2 separate regions of the Rattus norvegicus genome follow, and region 2 is linked to region 1. The links are chromatin contacts, called in public Hi-C maps. All regions are on one chromosome and are shown on one strand. The core of a region is the stretch at or near the end of the contact, and the rest is flanking DNA. Distances in the headings are between cores, read along the strand shown. Region 1 overlaps Unc5b (unc-5 netrin receptor B). Region 2 holds the start of Unc5b (unc-5 netrin receptor B).

Region 1 (7,139 bases), core at 2,756-5,255:
TGGCCCAGAGTCGCCCAGTGGGCTAGTAGCTGATCCGGGACCGTTCAAGTGTTTTTCTTCCGTAGATCCAAGTTTCCTTCTTTATTCCACACAAGAACTCCACAGGTGGGAACTAACCAAGAGCCTGTTGTGTCTCCGGTTTACGCCACGGACACATCAGAGATGGGGCCAGCTCCCCTGAAGTGACAGTGGGTCCTGTGACCTGGAGTGCATCTCCTGCAGTTCCGTGGACGCTTGTGTCATCCCCCCTGCCCTCCTGCCCTCTCACCTGCCACCTGCAGCTCACTTGGAAAACCAGGTGAGCAGGCCCAGCCCTGAGCCAAGGAGGCCTGGTGATTACATCAGCAGTCGCAAACAGGCAGGCGAAACAGGGACCTATGTCCCCCGGGGCTGGCAACAGCTCCATCTGCCCCACGGAGTCTGTTTCATTCCCTTCTTCCAGCTTGCATCAGCCTTTTACAGCTCTGTGTCATCAGAGAGCAGGCTACACACACAGAGGCTGGAAGTCTACCCTGGGACCCTGGAAACCCGAGGCTGTCCGTCAAGCCCAAGCCGGGCGTAATTGCATGCTTGAGATCCCACACTCAGGAGGCAGGAGGATTGCTGCCAGTCAAAGCAAGCCTGGGCTACAGAACAACACCCATGTCTCAAAAAAAAAAAAAAAAAAAAAAAAAGAAATGCTATAAGCCCGCACCCCAGCACCCCCTTTGAAGGCCACCTCTTTCTCTTCTAAAGGAAGAGGAGTCGGTGGCTGACAGGGCAGCCCAGCTGAAGAAAGGGTTTTCTGAATTTAAGAAGCCCAGCATCTTGAAATTGGCAGAGCAAATTAAAATGATCCCATGTCCCAGATGGGAAAATCAAGGCCCTGTGAGAAGTGGACACTCTGAGGACAGCCCACTGGGGTGTCAGACAGCACCAGTGGCTTCCAGACCAAGAAGGGCATGGGATGGTAGAAGCTAGAGATGAGAAATTCCTATGCTTGTGAGGTGTCAGTGGTTGATGCCCGCTGCATGGAGATGGGGGGGGGGAGGGGGAGGGGGGAGGAGAGGGAAGAGGGGGAGGGGAGGAGGACTGGGAGGAGGGGGAGGAGGAGGAGAGGGAGGAGGGGGAGGGGGGGAGGAGGAGGAGGTCATGCCTATGCTCCTGTGTGAAATTCTCAAGTAACAAAATATTTAGGCTGTGTGTGTCCGTGCACACCTTTAATCCCAGCACTATGGAGGTAGAGGCAGGCAGATCTCTCTGAGTTCAAAGCTAACCTCTTATACAGAGTTCTGTCTTGAAAAACAAAAACAAAAAATTTAAAAACACCAAAAAAAAAAAAAAACCCAAAACCAACCAATCAAACAAACGAACAACAAAACGAAAAAAAAAAAAAATTAAGCCATCAAGGGGCATGGTGGAACGGGTTGGGTTTTACTTTTATATTTTTTTTTCCCAAACCATTCTTAATGTCATTTAATGTCAACAGTATGATTATCTTTACAATCAGAACGGACCAAAGCTTTTTTATTTATTTATTTATTTAATTTATTTATTTAATTAATTAATTTTTTAAGTAAATTTACTTATATGTGTCAGGGATTGAACCCAGGGCCTATGCATGCTGGTTAAGTGCTGAACTGCTGAACTTTGCCCCCAGCTCAAAGGAAAGAGTTTTAAAATAAAGTCCCTGTGATGCCCCTGGGGGTCTAGTGCCCAGTGGTTCTACTGATCATGTGCTGTGTGATCGAAGGCCCAAACATACCCTCTCTGGTTCTGTTTCGGGGGACAGTTATCAGTTGAGCTCTGAGGATCCGGCTTTCCAGTCGGTTTCTGTGGCCCAGGCTCTCCTGTACCCCAACTGCTACCCTGATTCCAAGGAAGCTGGGCAGCAGAGACAGAGAAAAGCCTACCTAGTGGGCCCACCTCTACAGACAGGGCCCTGGGCCACCATGGAGTTTGCTCTGTAGTGACCTAGGGTCTGTACGCCAAGGACACAGTGAAGGTGAGGGGCTGGTGTGGGATGCTTGTCTCAGGAATGCCCTGCGCTCACAGCATTGGAGCTGAGATGGTTCCGGAAGAGCTGGGAACCTGGGGAAGGGACACAGTCTAAAGAGAGAGGTCAGGGAGGGTTGTCCCAGGGGCTGGAGCTGCCCAGATGGCTCAGAGCAGGAAATGTGCGTTTCTTTTTTTTAAACATTTATTTGTACATGTATATAGAGTTTGGAGGATGGTGTAGAACATTCCTCTATTATTTGTCACCTTAGTTTTTTTTTCTTTTTTCTTTTTTTTTCGGAGCTGGGGACCGAACCCAGGGCCTTGTGCTTGCTAGGCAAGCGCTCTGCCACTGAGCGAAATCCCCAACCCTGAAATGTGCGTTTCTAAAGTGGGGTTAGGGAAGCTGTTGCAGGGACTACAGAGGACTCTCAAGATGGCCCCAGGGTGAGACCAGGGGGGCAAAAGAAAAAGTCTCCAGTCCAATGGGGAAGGGCCTGCAGGCTGCGGGGCTACAGGAAGGAGTGGGGTTGCCATGTGGTCTGAAGCATCAAATGGTTATCCACAGCATCTGGCTGTGGGGTGAAAGAAGAGAGTACTAGGAACACACTCCCACCCCGTCCATATACCAGGGACACACTCCCACCCCGTCCATGTACCAGGGACACACTCCCACCCCGTCCATGTACCAGGGACACACTCCCACCCCGTCCACAGAACCAGGGACACACTCCCACCCCGTCCATGTACCAGGGACACACTCCCACCCCGTCCATGTACCAGGGACACACTCCCACCCCGTCCACAGAACCAGGGACACACTTCCCACCCCGTCCATGTACCAGGGACACACTCCCACCCCGTCCATGTACCAGGGACACACTCCCACCCCGTCCACAGAACCAGGGACACACTCCCACCCCGTCCACAGAACCAGGGACACACTTCCCACCTTGTCCATGTACCAGGGACACACTCCCACCCCGTCCATGTACCAGGGACACACTCCCACCCCGTCCATGTACCAGGGACACACTCCCACCCCGTCCATGTACCAGGGACACACTCCCACCCCGTCCATGTACCAGGGACACACTTCCCACCTTGTCCACAGAAGCAGCTGAGTGTTTGGTGGAATTTGAAATTGCAAGTCACCCAAAAAAAAAAAAAAAAAAAAGGGTGGAAGGCTGGCATCCCCTGAAGAGAGATGGCAGCATTATCGTAGCGGGCCGCAGGAATGGAGCCTCTGTCCCTGCCAGGATATGGTTTTGATGTGTAGGGAGATGGTAATGGGTGATTTCTGGTTTGGAGTGTGTGATCCTGTGGGTATAAGCTTAGCTCATTGTTTGGCTGAGGTGCCCACAAACAGGTCTGGAACATGGGAGGGTCAGATGAAGGGGAAGGGGCCCACATGCTAGGCTTGAGGCCAAGGCCTGATTCTCACCAAGACGACAGATACAGCTATTCTCAGTGGTCCAGAGGATCATCAATGCGATTGGATGGTCTTGGGTGTATCCTTTAGCTGTTGAGCCTCAGTTTCTAGCCCTGTAAAATGGAACATGTTGTTTGGCTGGTGTGTGTGGTACCATACAGGCTTTTAAATGCCGCGAGTGAGATTGAAGGTCATTTTCTGGAAGAGGGGGGATAAAAGACCTTCGTCCTCTTACCTAGGAGAGGAGGAAGCAGAAGACCATTCCTCAGGGCTCTGACCCCACCAAACCTGGCACTGAAGTTAACTATGGAGGTGTCCATGCCAGAGAACCCAGGGTTCAGGGGAATGATCCGGAGGGAGGGCAGCAGTATAGCTTCCCCAAGGACCGTGTGTCCATCCCCACTCTTGTAAGTGGGAATGTCTGAGCCTCAGAGGGAGACCCTCCTGAGGTTGCAAGTCCCAGCCCTCTTGGCAAGACTGCTTCCTGTGGCCATCACAGGAAATGACATCATGGGCATGGATGGGTCTGTGGAGGGTGTGGGAACAGGGCTGGGTAAGAGAGGCCTTCTTTGTTAGGAACAACTTGGTATCCTCCAAGCTGGCCAGCCCCCATTTGTCATGAGTAACGGGCATTGTAACAGCCTCTGAGGGGGACCGCAGCCTGAACCCCACAGGAGCCGGGGCCAGATGGAGGCAGTGTTTTGCGTCCAAGGAGGGGTCCACCCTGTGGGGTTTGTGTTTTTAAAACATAATAATAAGTTGGCTCGTCTCCTCCAGCTCTGCCCGCTTCCAACCGAGCACAGCGGCCCACAGTGAATGGGAGAGATTCTCCATGCAGTGGGAGTCAGGGCTGGGAGAATTAGCTAGTGTCCAGGGGCTGAGGAGCCACTGTGAGGATTGATGATAAATGTGCCCAGCATGGGACAGCTCTGTGCACACGTCCCTTACCCCCTCCTCGCCTCCCTGTCCTGTGCCAGCCAGCCTGAAGCAGAACTCTGATCTGGTCGAGTTAGTTTGTTGTGTGATGTTGTTAGTGCCTCTCATTTCTGAGCTGGTAACATGCAGGGGTCCAGACAACTTTCTTCAAAGGGTTCAGGTGACCATGGCCGAGGACCCGAAGTACAGATCTCCAGATCCTTGCCCATGGCTGGAGGCCATCCCCCACCTGCTGCCCAGACTGCAGGACCACTGCTCTCGGGGCACATTTTCATCTGGTTCCTTGGGTGACAACCCTCATGGAGACCCCCTGAAGTTAGCAGACAAAGGGCAAACCACCTTCTCAGATCTAATTCGGATTGAGGATTTGAACCAGGTCAGAGAAGGTTCTAGACAACCTGCCCACTTCTGCCCAGCCTGAGCCTGGAGTCAAAGGTCACCTCAGGGAAAGCAAAGCTACTCCTTCTTCATAAAAGGCCTAGAATGGGGCTAGAGAGATGGCTCAGCGGTTAAGAGCACTGACTGCTCTTCCAGAGGTCCTGAGTTTAATTCCCAGCAACCACATGGTGGCTCACAACCATCTGTAAAGAGATCCGATGCCCTCTTCTGGTGTGTCTGAAGACAGCTACAGTGTACTTACATATAATAAATGAATAAATCTTTTTTTAAAAAAGGACTAGAATGGGGTGAGGTGACATGTGCCTATAATTGAAGCACTCAGGAGGCTGGGGCAGGACGATCAGATTTGCTCTGCCTCCTGCCTACCCTAGTGCCTTAGATCCTGACACCTCGGTGTCTTCATGGCTGGGGAGAAGCCTGTGGACTGAACAATCTCGCCATTCCCACTGCCCGTGTCCATCATGTCTCCTGACGTGAACACTGAAGTCCATTGGAAGTGTGGTACATCCTCTGTCCTCCAGAACAGTCACTGAGGCTGCTAAGGCGACTCGGATCTCCCACATACAGTGCCTGCACAGCTTACTGGTCCCCATATCCACCTGTGTCCCTGGCCAAGAGAACAGTGAACTCCTCCCTATGAGGACAGCAGTGTGGGTTGACTCAAACCTGGCCTTAGAGACAGGAGACAAAAGAGTTTGAGAATCTGGGGGCTGAGGTGAGGTGAGGTGGCTGTGTGACCTCACCATGATTAGCGTGCTGGTTGGGATCCCCAGAGACCAGGAAGCTGGTCTTGTGATCTTCAAGGTCAGTGTCATGACTGGAATGGCCAGCAGGTGGCACCTGTGAGTCATTGTTGGTCTGTCAAAGCAGCCAAGGGGTGGGTGTGTGTGTGTGTGTGTGTGTGTGTGTGTGTGTGTGTGTGTGTGTGTGTGTGTGTGTATGTTAGAAACTAGGATCCATAGATCTACCTATGAAAAATAACATGAAATAACTCTGAGTTACCATACTTATGGTGACAATTTTCAGGTCTGCCCCCCCTTCGCTGCAGAATTTTATTTTTGTGGATGAATAAACTTCCACTGTGTGTATCTACCACATTTTCATTTTCTTTCATTGATAGGCATTTATGCTGATTCAGTTTCCTTGCTGTTGTGAGGAGAGCAGTGGTGCACGTGGCCGTGTGACTGAACCAGGTGTTCTGTGAGTGATGACTCAACAGCTTTCATACTGAGTTCCTCGGCTCTGACTACATCATAACAATAACAATAACAACAACAACAATAATAAATTCTTGGTGGCCTTGTGATACCATTAAAACTGATAAAGCGACTAACGGCTAGAAAGTACAGGTGGCTGTGTTGACGGTGGTCTTGAGTTGTATCTGGGGGCTAGGAACTCTCCTCTAAGCAGGGCCAGGCAGAGTAGCCCCCAGGAACCCCCAGTACTTCATCCTTGGCTGTTGCCAGAGGACCTGGTAGTGGTTACCACACATGCCGCACCATGTTGGTGGTGGGCATAGCCAGATTTTTTGTTTCTTGGGTTCAAACCTTAGCTCAACCATATGATCTTGAGCAACTTGTCAGCCAGCCTCTCTGAGCCTCAATTTCTCTTCTATAAAATGAGGACAGCAGGCTGGGCAGTGGTAGCGCACACCTTTAATTCCAGCACTCAGGAGGCAGAGTCAAGTGGATCTCTGTGAGTTCAAGGCCAGCCAGGTCTATAGAGTGAGTCCAGGACAACCAGGGCTACTCAGAGAAACCCTGTATTGAAAAACAAACAAGCAATCAAATGAATGAAGACAACAGAACACACCTTAGAGGGTTGTTGCAAGAATTTGATTAACTCAGCTGTTCCCAAGTACTCAATGACTCACTGCCTAGGTGGGCATTTGCTAAGACTAAAATGGGGCAATGTGCCAGGCCCACTCCAAACCACTGTGTGATCTTCAAAGCAGCCTATCAGGAGGCTGGAACTTCCCTCCAGTCTTCCTTAGCAACAAGAGCAGGATACCCATAAGACACACTCTCTGGTCCATATAGAAAGGGCTGGAAGCAATGGCTTTGCATCCCATTGGCTGGCTTCTCCTTAACCACTAGGTTTGGGGAGGGTGTGTGTGTGTGTGTGTGTGTGTGTGTGTGTGTGTGTGTGTGTGCTCGCGTGCCTTAGGAGAGTCTCCTGGTGCATAGAGAGAAAAAACAGACATGTTTTGTTTATTCTGGTCTTACGGAAGGACTGTGTATCCCCTGCCCCTCTGCCTACAGGGGGGTTCCTTAGGGCCACACGCAACATTTTGACCTGAAGGACAAGTGCATGATCCCTATATAGGCCTCCCGGGACCCCTCTGCCTCTACAAGCACTTTGCTGGTGGGAGGACACACACACACACACACACACACAC
Region 2 (7,139 bases), core at 2,996-5,495, 43 kb before region 1:
ACACGCCATTGCCCTCAACTTACTGCCTTCATCTGTGAATGGGTCCCTACCATGTGTGTGGTTAGCATGTGAAGGACTTAGGCCAGGATTAGCATTGAGTGTGCTAATATTATTGCAAATTGAAGGACTTCAACCACAGGCACTTCCCTTCTGCAGTTTACAAATGACTTAGTCCTTCTGTTCGGAACTAATCAGGAGAGACCTAGCGAACTTAATTTTCAACTCTTCCCACTCACAATCCCACATACACCAACTCCCATCACCTAGGGAAGAGAAAGCTCTCTTTGGAGGGTCCCAGAAGAGTGGACAGGGACTGTTCCGTAGCCTAGTTGCCTCGCAGAGCCTGCTGCGGCGCAGAGGAGGCTGAGGCTGCAGTGCGCCGCCTAGTGGCACCTGCGAGCATGGCCAGTGCTGGAAATGCTACATCCAAGCTGCCAGCCACTCTCTCAGGGAGCCCCAAAGGCTGCTTTCAAATCATAATTGTTATGAAATAGGTAGTTTTTACTTAGGTAGATCAGAGTATGTGTGCATATTCCTTTTAGTCCTGAGAAGTGGTGATTATTTCCTTTTTACGACGGAGGGGGCTGATGCCAGGAAAGGGTAAGTGTAAGATCTCTCAGCAAGCAGGTAAAAAGAACAGCGGGGAGTCGGGATGAGAGTGTGGATGGGGGCTGAGAGGTACATCCATCATCTGTGCTCCAACTTCCAGTCCTACATGCTATCATGTTGAGAGTGGTTCTGTTCCCCGAAGCACCTGCAGCCTCCACAAGGGTCAACGCTGGCTCAAGCTTTCAAGGCAGTTTGTGCCCCAATTAAAATTTCCCTGCCTCCAGTCCTAAACATGCCCCTAAACAGTCCTCCACATCTGCACTTAAGCCTCCAAGGCATGCAGGTGGAGTCTTGGAACTCCTTCTTATGGCTTTGGATCAATAAGGCCTCCCTTTTTCTCTTGCCTCCGACTGTGTGCAGGAAACTATTGTCATGCCTTGATAAATAGGAAAAAACGGAGGCCAACCTTAGCAAACCAGTGCCCTTGTTTTTACTTAACTAGAAGCAGCGCCCCTCTGCCCTGACTGAGTGCCAGGGCGTAGGGTGTAAAGACGCTTCTGGAAATTTCTATACAATTCCTCCATTGTGTTACCCCTAGGGCTGTGGGGCCTTACACACGGGAGAGAAGAGGTCATTCCCAGTTGAGGGCCAAAGATAAGGTTTTCTGACTAAAGAAGAGCTAGCTGCAAGTGACTAAAAAGCGCATCTCCCTGAGATTTCACATAGGTGGGGCCGGGGGAGACACGGTAGATAAGAGGCAAGACCTCTGTGAGCAGATGTGGTAACCAAAAGGACACACAGTCATGAAGGGATATGAATCTTTTTTAAAAGATGTATTTATTTTATGTATACGAGTACTCTATCTGCATGTACACCTGCATGCCAGAAGAGGGCACCAGAGCCCAGGATAGATGGTTGTGAGGCACCCTGTGGTTGCTGGGAATTGAACCCAAGACCTCTGGAAAAGTAAAGTGTTCTGGAGAGAGTAAGACATCTCTCCAGCCCATGAATTTTTTTTTTTTTCGGAGCTGGGGACCAAACCCAGGGCCTTGTGCTTGCTAGGCAAGTGCTCTACCACTGAGCTAAATCCCCAACCCCTGAATATTATTTTTAATCTAGTTTTCACTCTGTTATAATTTGTGCATGCGTGTGTGCGTGCATACGTGTGTGCGTGTGTGTGTGTGCGTGTGTAACTGAATGAAAACTGTAGTTGACAGTAAGAGTGCAGAGCCCCATGGAAGCTTCATAGCCTCAGACTGGTCATTCTAAGCACAGAGATGTTCACTGAGATAGATAGAGGCCGAAAGCGAAGGCACAAGGATTACAGTAGCCGCCTTAAGCTAGCTGTATGGCGCTTTTATTTGTGAGTTAATTAGAATAAAGTGATTTTGCTTTTTTAAAGTAGAGAGAGCTTCCAGACTGAAGGGTGGATCGGGGCTAGGTAGGAAGAAGAGAAATGCTTGTTATTCCTACGCCCCTCTCTCCCCAGAAGGAATTAAGCAACTTCTAAAGTAACACCAGCAAAATTCCAGCAGGGGAGCATGGGGCTGCAGCGTCTACTGAGCTCCCAGGCACAGCATCTTCCACCTCCTTGCCTGGGTCTTGGGTCTGAGCATGGGATGCGAGTGTTGGTACCCAGGCCCCCTCGTGTTTCTTGCCAGTCTTTAAATACCCAAATACCTGTTTGCCTTTCCAGTCAGAGGTCTCTGTGTATATGCCTTGAATCTCGAGGGCTCTGTGCTGAAGGTGTTTTTCTAGGTGGATGCCTGCTTGTACACAGGGTGTTTCAGGGAAGGTCATCTTGCACCTGTGTGTCTCTGTTGTGTATTTACTGGTATGTTCCTGTGCGGATATGTGTAACTGTCCAGGGGCGTGTATGGCTGCATGCTTGCGGTCTGACATGGGTGGAACAGGCTGGGTGTGCTCAGCCACTACGGCTGCTCATGCTGTTCCAGGCCAGGCTAAATATAGCCCGTTTACCTTTGCCCACAGAAACCGAAGTCCTGCCTTGGGCGTTCACTCCACCCGATTCACCCTCCTGGCCCTGGGTGGCCAGCCATGAGGCAGGGCGTTGCCTATACCCACTGCCTCCAATAGATCTCCAGTCTTCATTTGGTGGAGTTGGGATACAGGGGGTGTCCAGAAATCCTACTTTCTTGCTCCCTCTCCCCCAAACACAGCTAGGGGGCCTTGCTTCTCTGCCCTCACACTACCACCACCAACTATGGCTCCCAAACCCTTTCTTCTCCAATCTAGGAACAACTTGGAAATACTAGGTTCTTTTGTAAACCTCCCACCCTCCCACAGGACTTCAGAGCCTGGCTAGGCTGCTCTCTTCCTGAAGAAGAGGACTGTTCCAGATCTGCAAGGAGGAAAAGCTTACCTGGTCAGCCGATGAGGGATAGGGGGCAGCAAGGAGACGTTTGGTATCTGTCAGCTCCTTCTCAGAGCCAATCTAGGCCTCAGGGAGAGACCCCAAGTGCTCCTCTCACCACATCCAAGGTCTCACGATGTAAGCGCCCTGGCCTCAAACTCACCAAGATTGTCCTGCTTCTGCCTCCTGAGTGCTGGCATTAAAGGTGTGGGCCACCATATTCACCTGGAGGGTTTTTTCCCCTATCCCCTTCACACCTTCACTCAAAGCTTGGACCAATGGTCCCACTTCTCTCCTCTATAAAAGAGTGTATATGGTACTTCTTCATAGAGTTGTGGAATTAGCTGAAATGGTGCCTATTCATGGGCTTCCACACTGGAATGCTGATAGTTTCATGTGAGGTGATGTCTATCTCCCAAGTCTCATCTGGTCACATTAGCTTATCACCCTTGGGTGATGACGGCTTCCCTCAAGACTTGCCACCATTTGTGCCCCGCTTTCTTGCTTTCTTCCTATTTCCTACATTCCGTTCCTCAATCCCTAAGGAGACAGCTGACATCATTATTCCCCATTTCGCAGGTGACAATGACGGAGACAGCTAAGCAGCTCCTTCAAGGTCAAGTACTTAAGGAGCGGAACCAAGTTTATACACTGAGCCAAGCACAGCAGCAGGCCCCTCCCCACACATGTCCTTTTATCAATTGGGCTGTTTCACCATATCCCAGGATGAGCCATCCTTCCGGATCCTACGTAGAGTTCTAGTTCTGTCCTGGGTCGTGGAGACAAATAGAACCAATCACTATCCGAACTCATGCCCAAATATCCACAGCTGGAACTCCCCACCTACATCCTCCGCTCCAGCAGGACTTGGGTGTTTGACATTTTTCTTAAACACCCCCCCACCCCTTTTGAGATAGAATCAAAAGCGAAAGCTGATTCACACCCAAGCTAAGAAGGGCACGAATGTTTATTTCCTTTATTTTTGGAAAGAAAATCCGGTAGACTCGGGCCGCTTTCAGTGAACCGGCTTTCCGGTGCTTTGGAGCCTACGTTCTTCAAGGATCCCCTCTGATAGGCCCCAGCTCGGCCGCGCCTACACAGAGGTAGGGCACCCCCCTCGCTGGGCCCCGTGGCTCCGCCCTCGTCCTTCAGGCCCCGCCTCCTATCGTGTGAGTCCCCGGCCCGGCCCGCTGACTCTAGGGCGAGCGCGCGGCGGCGCTGGGCATTGTGGCCAGCAGCGGGGCGGGCGAAGGTGCCGAGCCGCGGGGAGCGGCAGGGCGCGGAGGGGAGCGCACACCCCACTTGGACAGACTTTGCGGCGCGGCCGCTGCGAGCGCCACTGAGCGCACTCCACTGGGATCGCGCAACTTCGGAGCAGGGCGCGGACGGCGGTCGCCGCCGGAGAGCGCGGAAAGGGCGCACCAGAGCCGGGTTCCCCAGCGGCGTCCACTCCCGGAGCGCTCCGAGCCTCCGGGCAGTCTCCCGGCGCTGCGTGGTTGCCGCTGCGCCCACGGAGGGCACGGGCTGGCGCTGCCGGGCGCCTGCGAGGACGGCGAGGCGGCGGCGAAGGCGAAGGCGGCGAGGCTGGGGACCGGGAAAGAACCCCGAGGGAGAGGCGCCCGGGCCGGGCGACAGGAGCATGAGGGCCCGGAGCGGGGCGCGGGGCGCGCTGCTGCTGCTGGCGCTGCTGCTCTGCTGGGATCCGACACCGAGCTTAGCAGGTAGGAGCGAGAGGGAGTGGGATAGGGGATGTGGTTCTGGCGCGTCCCAGCGTCCAACTGCAAGTTCGGGTGGTTCTTGGCGGAGTCACTGCGCTCGGAGAACGCAATGGACGCACCCAAGTTAAAAGGCAGCTTCGGTGCCCGAGAGAGGGGGCGACGCGTGGCCACCTTGGGTGCCACGTAAGCTCGAAGCTCCCTTCTCCTGCCTCCAAGGATAGTTGCTAACTATGGAATGGGGTCTGATTCACTTCCAAGTGACCCCTGATTGCCACCGAAAAACTGTCGCTGCCAGAGCCAGGTGTGCGTTCGCTGCGGTTCGCCTGCAACTTAAGTCTGAGTACACGCTCCCTCGGGCTGCACGAGCAGCATTCTGCGGGTCACGGAGAGAGAGCGGGAGACTGCGGAACCCTGGAAGCGCTTCTTCCCCTCGGCCTTTGGGGAGCCGAGGTCTGAAGGCTTTAGCTATTGAAGGGGGAGGGGCCGAGTCCTGTGCTCTCCGCAGGTACGGCTCGGGCGGTTATAGAAAGGTTTTGTGGTTGGTGGATTGTTTTGGGGTGAGTGTTGGCAGAGAGTGGAGGGGCGTAATGTGTCCCCTTTCGACTTTGCCTGTTTTATATAGGTTATTGACGTTCTCGCTGTCCGGGGATTAGACCAAGTGAGCTCGCCTCTGCACTGCCCCTGGACCCAGTAAAGATGCTCTAAGAGGGTTTGGCGGACTCCTAAGTTTATAAAGTCCCCAATTCTCCTCTCTCACCGCGAACGTGGAAGTGTCTTGCTAGCTCTGTAGTAGCTCGGCTAGGCGTTGCAAAGGGGGCTGAGTCTTCCTTGGAAGGAAAAGTATACACTCATACCAACCTCTCTGGTACCCAAGCAGGTGAACTGTCATTAGGGTGAATCAACTCTCGGAGGTGATTTGGGGACTGGAGGACCACCCTATACAAAGACCTCCCTGAGAATGGGGAAAGAAAACTAGCAGAAAGTGCTTGAGTTGACGCATCTCTCCCCACCCCACCACCCTCAGTGATGATGGCATCCGCTCTCCCCTCCTCCCCACCTCTCTCTTTCTTCTAGAGCTAAAGGTCCCTCCTCTGGAATGAACGATTCCCACGGCTTGAGCTTGCTTTTAGCACATCCCCCCACTTTTTATTTCTCCCCAAGCCTTGTGCTGTAAAGTTACAACACTCAATCATTTGATCCAAGTTAATTATGATTTGGGCAGACTCGGGTATTTAAAGCAGTGTTTTGAAGTTAGAAGGTAATGATGGGGAGGGGGAGGAGGCACGCTAAATAACCAGCCTCCTTTTAAAGGGTGCACTTAGATGTGGGAGGGGCAGGATTGGGTGTGAGTTTCTGTTTAAGAGTGTCTGGGGGTGACTGGAGGGTAGAGTGAAGTCTTTGCAAATAGTACGTGGGCCAGGTTGCATCCTGGGAAACGTTTTTCCCCCCCATATTTATCAGCAGGGTAGTGGGATCGGGAATAGATACCACAGTTACTGGGGGTGGGGCTCCATTTAGAGAAAAATGGGACTGCTGGGCTCTGGGTGGGTGGGCTGGGCCAGGAATGCTGGAGGTGGCCTGCGTTTTCTGCTTAACAAAGCATTCAGCCCCCATCTACCCCGGAAGAAGCCCCAGGCCCAGGGCTTTGATGGATTTGGGCATGAACGGTGCCCAGTCAGAAATGGCCTGTAATACCCAGCTTTGATTTCTCACCAGTGAGCTGAAGCGGTGTTGGAATTGTGTTCATTCCATGGCATGGTGGGGGGGCCTCCTGCCCACTAGTCTGGAGAAGGGCCAGCTGCTGGGGTCTGCCTGCAGCCTTCCTTTGCCTAGAATACGCTGCCTTTCTTACCTTCTGGAGGGAGAGCATGCCTCTTCCTCCCACACAGCCTGGTTTCCCCAATGCCATAGGCACAGAGCATCTTTCTACCAGAATGCTCTTTGGGTTTTTTCCAGTGACTCCCTCCTGATCCCATTTCACAGATGGGGAAAAGCGAGGCTAGAGCTCAGTCTTTCTCCACATCTCATCTTCTTCACACTGATTTCTGACTAGGACACTGGGCTCCTTTATATTAGTTAGGTCAACTTCGACTGGGGGGATGGGGTGCCCTTCAGAACCCTTCCATCTGGCTGTGTTGAGATCTGCTGCCGAGGTAGGAGAGATTACTGGGAAGGCTCCAAACAAAGTACAGGTAGTTCCTCCTTTCTCCTGAGATTCTGGTAGTCAACTCCTTGAGAGTGCTGAGGTTTTTTGTGTTTTGTGGGGTTTTTTTGTTTGTTTGTTTGTTTTGGTTTGGTTTTTTTTTTGTTTTGTTTTTTTTTTTGCACTAAGTTTGGTGGTGAAAGAATCAAAACCAGACCCCTAGAACTGCAGGCCCTTAGGAAGACACCAGCCAGCAAGTGACTGGCTGGGAGAGGCCACTTCAAAGGCCCTGGGTTGCTCTGGGAGCTTCCTTCTACCCCTCCCTACTCATGCAACCCTTCCAAGGCCTCTGGCT

What was found. A called contact is a pair of places that touch in the nucleus more often than the background predicts.
Region 2: a contact with region 1 is called in a Hi-C map of Schwann cells, with 4 times the contacts expected there. The contact joins the promoter of Unc5b here to the enhancer-like site in region 1. A contact is called at or near these places in 12 of 12 Hi-C or Micro-C datasets (the A7r5 cell line, the Rat2 cell line, Schwann cells and 7 more).

Annotation. Positions count from the first base shown.
Region 1 is chr20:29,260,862-29,268,000 of GRCr8, reverse strand. The region is part of intron 1 of Unc5b (unc-5 netrin receptor B); the gene reads left to right. Among named protein-coding and RNA genes, the nearest start is that of Slc29a3, 36 kb to the right of the region's middle. Within about 2 kb of position 4,005, at least 41 of the 93 cell types and tissues checked have an H3K27ac peak or open chromatin away from gene starts, as enhancers often do. A contact at or near this core is called in Schwann cells, where this site is marked.
Region 2 is chr20:29,304,376-29,311,514 of GRCr8, reverse strand. It overlaps Unc5b (unc-5 netrin receptor B), which reads left to right and starts at 4,245. Exons shown (of 17, transcript NM_022207.2): 1 at 4,245-4,644. The coding sequence starts at 4,563.